2 separate regions of the Hordeum vulgare genome follow, and region 2 is linked to region 1. A link is a contact called in public HiChIP or PLAC-seq data. All regions are on one chromosome and are shown on one strand. Each heading gives the region's core, a stretch centred on a gene start, on an enhancer-like site or on the middle of the called end of the contact. The rest is flanking DNA. Distances are from core to core; before and after follow the strand shown.

Region 1 (4,296 bases), core at 1,534-4,033:
GTTTCTATGTGCCTTTATTAGCATTTAAGACGTACGTTACCTGTAACGTAGGCATTTATTCGCCACTACTCCACCCCTGTGCACCGAACCGTTGTGGAGGGCAGCGCACTCTATATAAGCCACCCTCTCCCACTGGCACAGGGGTTAGCAATTCACTGTATTCTATATTCCACTCGACAACAAGCTCCCTGAGCACTGAGACGTAGGGCTATTACCTCCACCGCAGAGGGGCCTGAACTCATACAACCTCGCCGTAGCTAAGGCTCTGCCCATCCTTTCGTACCCTACACATCTACTGTCAGGCTTATACCCACGACAGTTTCAAAAGGAGAAGTCATCCATGCAGCGAGCCACTTGTTTCGATAACGCTGAAATGAAATACCAAGTGGATGAGCCAGGCGGTACAACGAGAGATGGGCAATCATATGGTGGTCGCTCATTTATGGTTTCCCTTCGGACGCGGCATTGCACTTGTGAGCGTCCTAGTAAGTACCACTGGACATGCTCGCACATGATGACGGCATGTCGCATGAGGAATTTGCCCTTCTCTGATGGTGTAGTTGTGAGGTTGCATGAATTCAACTTGCAAACTCATCAGTTAACATGGGCGTCGAGATTCCACCCTTTTCTTGACCCATCACAGTGGCCCGAGTATCACGGCCCTAATATTAGGCCGGATCCAGAGATGATGGTTCAACTGAAGGGTAGAAGGAGAACAAAACGATACAGGAATGATATGGATGACCTGATGAGCACCAGAGAGTTTGGTAGTGGACATTTCATGGAGCCACGTGATAGGAACCAATGTGGTGATTGCAATGAAACGACACATAATAAGAGGACTTGCAAAAGAAACAACGCATCTACTAGTGATGTGGGGGGGCACAGGTGGTTCAAGTGCTGGCGGTGGTAGACGTGGTGGTTCAAGTGGTGGCATTGCTATGGGACGAGGATCCGGCGGTGGTAGACGTGGTGGTTCAAGTGGTGGCCTTCCTGTGGGCCGAGGATCCGGTGATGGTAGACGTGGTGGTTCAAGTGGTGGCATTGCTATGGGACGAGGATCCGAGAGTGGTAGACGTGGTGGTTCAAGTGGTGGCCTTTCTATGGGACGAGGATCCGGCGGTGGTAGACGTGGTGGCCTTGCTATGGGACGAGGATCCGGCGGTGATGGTAGATGTGGTGATTTTATGGGTAGAGGTTCGGGTGGTGGTAGAGGAATGTTCGGTTACCTACGAGGACCATTTCCGTAAGTTTATCTATCATGTTGTTTTTCATGCCTTGATGTTTTGATTTTTTTACCTACGAGGACCATTTTCGTAACTTTTTATGCTATTGTATTAACTGTGAGCCTTGATGTTTTTATGTAGGTATGACGGCGTCTCAACCCAACAAGGAGAAAATGGAGTGGGGGCGGAGAAGGATGCAACCAGTGAGGAGCAGCGGTTGATGGAGAGGGATGTATCCAAGAGAACAACACACCGAATGGCCTAGGATCCTTCCTAGTTTCATCAGTCCATGGCTCGAGTTCAACACCAACCAATGTTGCAACCCGTTGTCGCCACTGAGCTGACCTAACCTTTCCTGTAAGAGCCCTGCCCTCGATAGGAAGCCCGGTGATCATAGCAATATCCTCCAAGGTTATGCTCATCTCACCAAGAGGAAGGTGAAAAGAGTGCGTCTCCGGCCTCCAACGATCCGTAAGTGCGGTTAGGGCCGTGGCATTCAACCATGGTGGTGTGCCTTTAAAGTTGAGCACAAATTATAGAAGAACCATTCTTCTAAAATAAGGCTCGTAACGAGGGTCATATAAAAGAGTTTCATTCGGATTGTGCCCCCTCAAACGAAGTAGTGGAGGAACCTAAACAAACAAACGCATAATTTATTAATTGACTCAACTTGTCAAAATATAAAAATCATGGAGTATATAAAAATAATCATCAACACAATCATAATTACCTCTCCTCTTTCAACTAGCACCGCGCGATGCTTCTGCTCGTAGTACTCATCAAGACCCGGATATTTATCCGGCCGAAACATCCTACATAATATGAACAAAATTCTTATCGGCCTCTTCGAATAATATGAACTAAACCTAGGCATAAACCTAATGCGAATAATATGAACAAAACCTAGGTTATACCTATAGCCACCAAAAACTACACCTAGACACACCATAAACTACACCTATTAACAATCACAAAATAAATTTACTTCAAAGCATACGTACACCTAGTGCAAGAAAAAGCTACACACATACACAGTCATTGCAAAAACTAATTGGAGGGACTGGAGGAGCTTACCGGCCTCTTCGATTTGCCCCAAAGAATCAACAAAACGGTTGGGGGAGGAGGGAGATCGAAGGGGGGGGTCTGGAGGAGGAGGGATAGCTTTTTCATGGAGAGGAGAAGGAAAGAACAGGGGGTGGACGAAGGGGCGAGCGCTGGGCAGTTACATAGCCCCCCTGCAACGCGAGCCTCTTTGGCGTTTCTGTTAAGGCCTGCAACGTCTAGTAGACTCGCGTTGCACATGAGGATTGCAACATTCAGTAGACTGGCGTTTCGCATAAGGCCTGCAACGCCACGATTTCTGACGTTTTCAAAAGGGTCAGATCGTGAAAAACTTTAAAATCGAGTTCATTGTGTGAATTTTTTTTGTCTTGTAGGTCAAAACAGTGAAAAAACGCGTCCTTAGGCAAGTTGGCCTGCCTGTGCCCTACCACACACCGCCTCCATGTGAGGGCGACGTGGGGGAGACGCGAGGAAGACGCGGCCGAGCTTTCCATTTTTCAACTCCTAGTCCTATATACATACAGCGGTACCCGGGGGCTCGGATCGGATCTAAGCAATTCGTCACGCCGTCCAGTCGTGCTGCCTACTCAACGTAGTTCCTCACCTGCGGAGTTGCGTGGGCGAAGGCGAGATCAGACCAGGAGAGAAGATGGCGCAGGGGACGCTGGAGGTGCTGCTCGTCGGAGCCAAGGGCCTCGAGAACACCGACTACCTCTGTAAGCCACCCCCCATCGAGCTCTCATCTGATTGAGTTCAGCTCTGCTTTCCCCGTTCCCCGCTCGACCAAGTAGCTCGGCGACGGCCTCCTGATCAGCCAAATCGGCGCAATATCCTCGCGTCGTTTTGGGGCTTTCCGCCTTCGCTGGTGTCCAATTGACGGCATCGATTCTCGCTGACGAATTCCGTGGCTGCGAATTCTTTGCTGCAGGCAACATGGACCCGTACGCGGTTCTGAGATGCACCTCGCAGGAGCAGAAGAGCACCGTCGCCTCAGGCAAGTCTCTTCGTTTAGCCTGCACATATTTTGTTGATAGAAAATCTTAGCTCTTCAATTCATCGGCCAACGCTTTCGTTGATTAGTATACTGTTCAAAGTGACACCTCAATGATAGTGAAATCTGGCCCTTCTGCTCGTTTGCCAAGTAGTAAAAAAAGATGAGCACTGGTGTCTGGTGCTGAGTGAGTCCTAGCTTACGCGTGCTGGTAGAAGCTATCATGCTTAAGTCTGTCATGTGTTTTGCCACGACAGTAATGTCTGGACGCTTGAACAGCAGGAAAGTCTACATGATCATAATAAGAAACAAATCGATTCAGAATGGCAGCAACGTGCGCTAAGACATGTTAGAGAGTAACGTCATGCATCTCGATAGCATCAACCCCTAGGTGGATCCTTCCATAAGGAAAAATGGGATTCGTCAAGACATGTTAGAGAGTAACGTCATGCATCTCGATGCTACCGTGCGTGTGTGCTATCGACTTCCTTATGAGATGTGACTTGAATTCACTCGGTGAATGCAGGAAAGGGAAGTGACCCTGAATGGAACGAAACCTTTGTGTTCACCGTCTCTGAGAACGCACGCGAGCTCGTCATCAAGCTCCTCGACAGTGATGGTGGCACGGAAGATGACAGCGTTGGTGAAGCAACGTAAGTCAAAAATGAGCTAATGATTTTGGTGGGGCTGGCGGTCTTGCATAAAATTGGCTCAAAATGTTTGGCCGAATCTGTTGCTGAAACACTTGCAATTTGCATTTCGGTTGCTGTCGCATTATCGCGGGATGCAAAATTGAATGATAGCAGATTGCGTTATCTACTACTCCATAACTGAGTACTTGTTTCTTGCAGGATCCCATTGGATGGAGTGTATACTGAAGGAAGCATCCCACCAACTGTTTACAATGTTGTCAAGGACGAAGAGTACCGTGGAGAAATCAAAATCGGTCTGACGTTCACTCCGGAGGTAGTTTTCTCACATTCATGTTCAAAGAGTGTAAACCCGTTCCATTTGCCT
Region 2 (3,924 bases), core at 678-3,177, 170 kb after region 1:
AGTCACACTATTCGCGTGTAAAATACTCTTGCATAGGCTGCACGTGATTCAGAGTACTGTTAGCCGCAGTAAAAAATCTTGTACTAGATATAGTCACCGCTCTACAGATTCAGAACACAACCTCATCCATCAGTCTAACACACGTCCGCCTCCAGCCCTTCGCCTCGTTCCCCACCATGAGCATGCCTCGCCATCGACCCACGCGTGAACTCGCGACCTCTACGAACTCCAAGACCATCTACGACCTACACTATACTACAAATTCTTATGATCTTCGACAAATAATTTGTTTTTCCAATTATACATCTGTCATGAATTGTCTCTTATGTTGGTGCTAGACTTTTGGTTATTAGAGAATAAGTCGAACTACTTTGAATAAGCTACATTATCATAGTCTTGATTGGAATAATATTTGTAGTGCTTTCTTATGTCTTGATTTGCCTTATCTAGTTGGATCATCCTGGAAGATTTATATTTTTTACTGTCTCATTTAACTTGAAACTAATTCGAGATTGACTCGAGATCGTTACAAGCTGAACACGAGTGAAGTTTTATGGCTCGACAATTAGCTTCACTTAGTTTGAGCTCGCTTGAATTTCAATATGAGTTGAGCTAAGCCAAGTACAACTCGCTCGAACTTGACTTATTTGCAGCCCTAGCTGCGAGGCAACCGAAATAGCGCTCGCTGATGGTAACTAGTTAGCGAGCACTTCTTCGGGAGCCTTCGAGCGATCACTCTCATGCGTCGCCATTTAGCGCGTTCTCAGCCGCCACCACGTGTCGCGCTCTCAACGTTCCCGTCGTAATTTTTTTCGCACGTGTTTTTGGCTCTTTAGAGTGATTTTTTTCTGGATTTTTTTGGTGTTTCGATTTTTTTATCATCTCGCAAAAAAAAGAAACTTTTGGACAATATTTTTTTCGCAAAAAACGCGTTTTCTATTTTTTTTACGAAAAAACACAGTTTCTGTTTTTTTGCGAGAGACACGGTTTTGCTTTGCGAGAGGCACGATTTTGCCTTCGCGAGAGACACGGCCGTGCCTCTCGAAAAGAGAAAAAACGTGTTTTTTGTTTTTTTTTGCGAGAGGCACGGTTTTGCTTGTGCGAAAGGCACGGATTTACATTCACGATAGGCACGCCCGTGCCTCTCGGAAAGGGGAAGAAAACGCGTTTTTCTGTTTTTTTTGCGAGAGACATGGTTTTGCTTCCGTGAAAGGTACGGTTTTGCCTTCGCGAGAGGCACGTCCGTGCCTCTTCCGAAAGGGAAAAAATGTGTTTTCTAATTTTTTTTGCAAGAGACACGGTTTTGCTTCCACGAAAGTTACAATTTTTCCTTCGCGAGAGGCACGTCATGGCTCTCCTGAAAGGAAAAAAACGTGTTTGCAGCTCTCTCTTTTTTTGCGAGAGACGCGGTTTTGCTTCCGCGGGAGGCATGGTTTTGCCTTCGTGAGAGCCACGACTCGTTTTCTGATTTTTTTTCTATCGCGTGAGGCACGATTTTTTCGTCCGGTTTTTTCTTCTGGTTTTTTCGTGAAAAAAAAGTTCGCCAAAACCTATTAAAATGGGATCTAGTTTTGAAGATCTCGACGCGAGAAAATCAACGGTGGAAATCAACGTGGAAACAGTTCAAAATTTGGACGCATGATTTAGGAGATAAAATATTTTAAAAATACGGATCTACGAAAAAAGGAAAATTTTCAGGTTGCGATAAATGATACGCATGCAGTCCGCTATTTATCGTAACCTGTGAAAATGGAAGTAATCGTTAAAAGGTGCAATCGCTAACTAGTGATTTCGGCGCTCGATAGCCGGTGGCTCCCGTTCACAACTTAAGTAAGAGCGAGAAGATTTGGGCTTTTGAGCAGCCGGCCCAACAAGGAAACGTGCGAGAGGTTCCGGTCTAGAGAGGACGCAGTGCTCTGTTCCTGCACGGGACAGCGCGGTCGCCGCCAGCGTCGCCTTTTCTTCTTCCCTGTGGCACTGTCCGCTCCGGAACCTTGTCCCCAGAATTGAGGGGTAGCAAGGAGAGGGTCAGAGGCGGAGCAGCCGCAGCGGCAGAGACGCGGCGACACGAGGCAAGAAGAGATGGACTACCGCAACAAGCTCGTGCTCGCGCCCATGGTCCGCGCGGTAACTACTCCAAACCCTCCCACCCCGATTCGCAGCAGCGTCCCGCATGAGCTGGAGGCGTAGGAACCGAGTTTTAGTCCCCGGAGCACGGGGACCTAGATTCAAGCCTCCCTGAATCTAGAGCGGGAAGCTTTAGTGCCGCACGGGGTGATTGAGTAGCTCGATGGGCGATTGCCCGTGTTGCTAGCCGTGCTAGTCAGAACGAACCCCGAGAGATCTCTAGTTGGAAATCAGGGTTTCTTGGATGCAGCTCTAGGGACTGGAATAAGTAGCACGATATCTCCATTGATGAACTGATTAGTTCTTTGTATGGTTCTCAGTTGCCCGATGCTGGATTCCTGATTAAGAGGGTGCTTGGATACGTTTTAGTCCCATGACTAAAAGTAGTGAGACTAAAACTTGCTAGCCTCACCCATGCTTGGATCCAAGTACTAAAGAGACTAAAATCAAGTTAATGAGCATTTATTATCCTCCAAACTGTCCAATCCAGAACTTGCATGAGGAGTTAAATGAGGAGAGAGAGGACTAATGCACATTTTAGTAGGGGTACCCCTGACTAAAAGATTTTAGCCTCAAGACTAGTTTTAGCCTCTCTTTAGTCAGGGGCGCTTGGAACTTTAGCCTCTTAAAGAGACTAGTTTTAGTCAGACTAGTTTTAGTCTCTTGGATCCAAGCACCCTCTAAACACTAGTTATCCTCCACAAATCACAGTTATTTCTAGACAATATCCTCCTTGTCACACATTTCTTCAACGTCTTTACATAGTTATATGTGGAACCTTCCTTATTCTGTCAATGATTTTTGCAGGGTACTCTGCCGTTTAGGCTACTGGCTGCTGAATATGGCGCCGATATTACGTATGGAGAAGAAATAATAGATCATAAGTTTGTGCACTGTCAACGTGTTACAAATGGTATTGTAGTCCAACTGATGTTTCACGGTTTATTATCATCTCACAAGTCACAACTATGACTACCACATCAATGATTATGTTCTGCTCATAAACTACCGTTTTCGCATCTTATAGTATTGTAGATAGCTTTACTCCAATAATGTTGCATTTTAAGTCAGTAACTGATTCTTGGATGTGTTTTTGTTTTGTTTGGAGATAGATAACAAATTTAATTGAAGGACAACTTAATGTACAAGTGTATGATTTAAGGACAACTTAATGCCACTGGATTTTGTTTCTTTGTTCTACATGCTGTCCAGATTTGTGTGGTATCCACTCATTCTAATCATTATGTTCATCATTGGTCAGAATCTCTTGGGACAACTGATTTTTTGGAAAGAGGGACTGATAGTGTTGTTTTCCGAACATGCCCGCAAGAAAGGGATAGGGTTGTCTTCCAAATGGGCACATCAGATGCTGTGAGAGCACTTAAAGCTGCTGAGATTGTGTAAGCCTTACTTCTGAGTTTGCTCTTAATAGCGAATAACTTAAAGTTCACCGTGTTATTGGGGAAAGGCTGCTAACTAAATTGTTTGGTCTGATGATTTGATCAACACATTGAATTGGCCTTTTAAACATATGCTGATTTGCATCTTCTATTTAATCATAGTTTTTCATCCTCACCAGGTGCAATGATGTTGCTGCTATAGATATCAACATGGGTTGTCCAAAGGCTTTTTCTGTCAGTGGAGGAATGGGTTCTGCATTACTATCCAAACCTGAGCTTATACATGATGTACATTCCTACATGGTCTTTTGTTCTCTTACTTTCATATCCTTGGACTTTACTATCCTTAATCAGGCTATGCTAACTATTCCATGTAGATTTTGACTACATTGCGGAG

What was found. HiChIP or PLAC-seq counts read pairs in DNA pulled down with a chosen protein or histone mark.
Region 2: an H3K4me3 HiChIP or PLAC-seq map of embryo shows a contact between it and region 1, with 5 times the contacts expected there. The contact joins the promoter of LOC123427334 here to the promoter of LOC123427331 in region 1. A contact is called at or near these places in 1 of 6 Hi-C or Micro-C datasets (seedling) and 1 of 1 datasets of contacts at active chromatin or transcription factors (embryo).

What each region holds. Positions count from the first base shown.
Region 1 is chr2H:567,422,155-567,426,450 of MorexV3_pseudomolecules_assembly, forward strand. LOC123427331 (elicitor-responsive protein 3) reads left to right here and starts at 2,784. Exons shown (of 5, transcript XM_045111347.1): 1 at 2,784-3,004; 2 at 3,217-3,282; 3 at 3,806-3,932; 4 at 4,131-4,245. The coding sequence starts at 2,938.
Region 2 is chr2H:567,593,959-567,597,882 of MorexV3_pseudomolecules_assembly, forward strand. It overlaps LOC123427334 (tRNA-dihydrouridine(20) synthase [NAD(P)+]-like), which reads left to right and starts at 1,928. Exons shown (of 11, transcript XR_006622388.1): 1 at 1,928-2,127; 2 at 2,935-3,040; 3 at 3,389-3,527; 4 at 3,707-3,815; 5 at 3,905-3,924.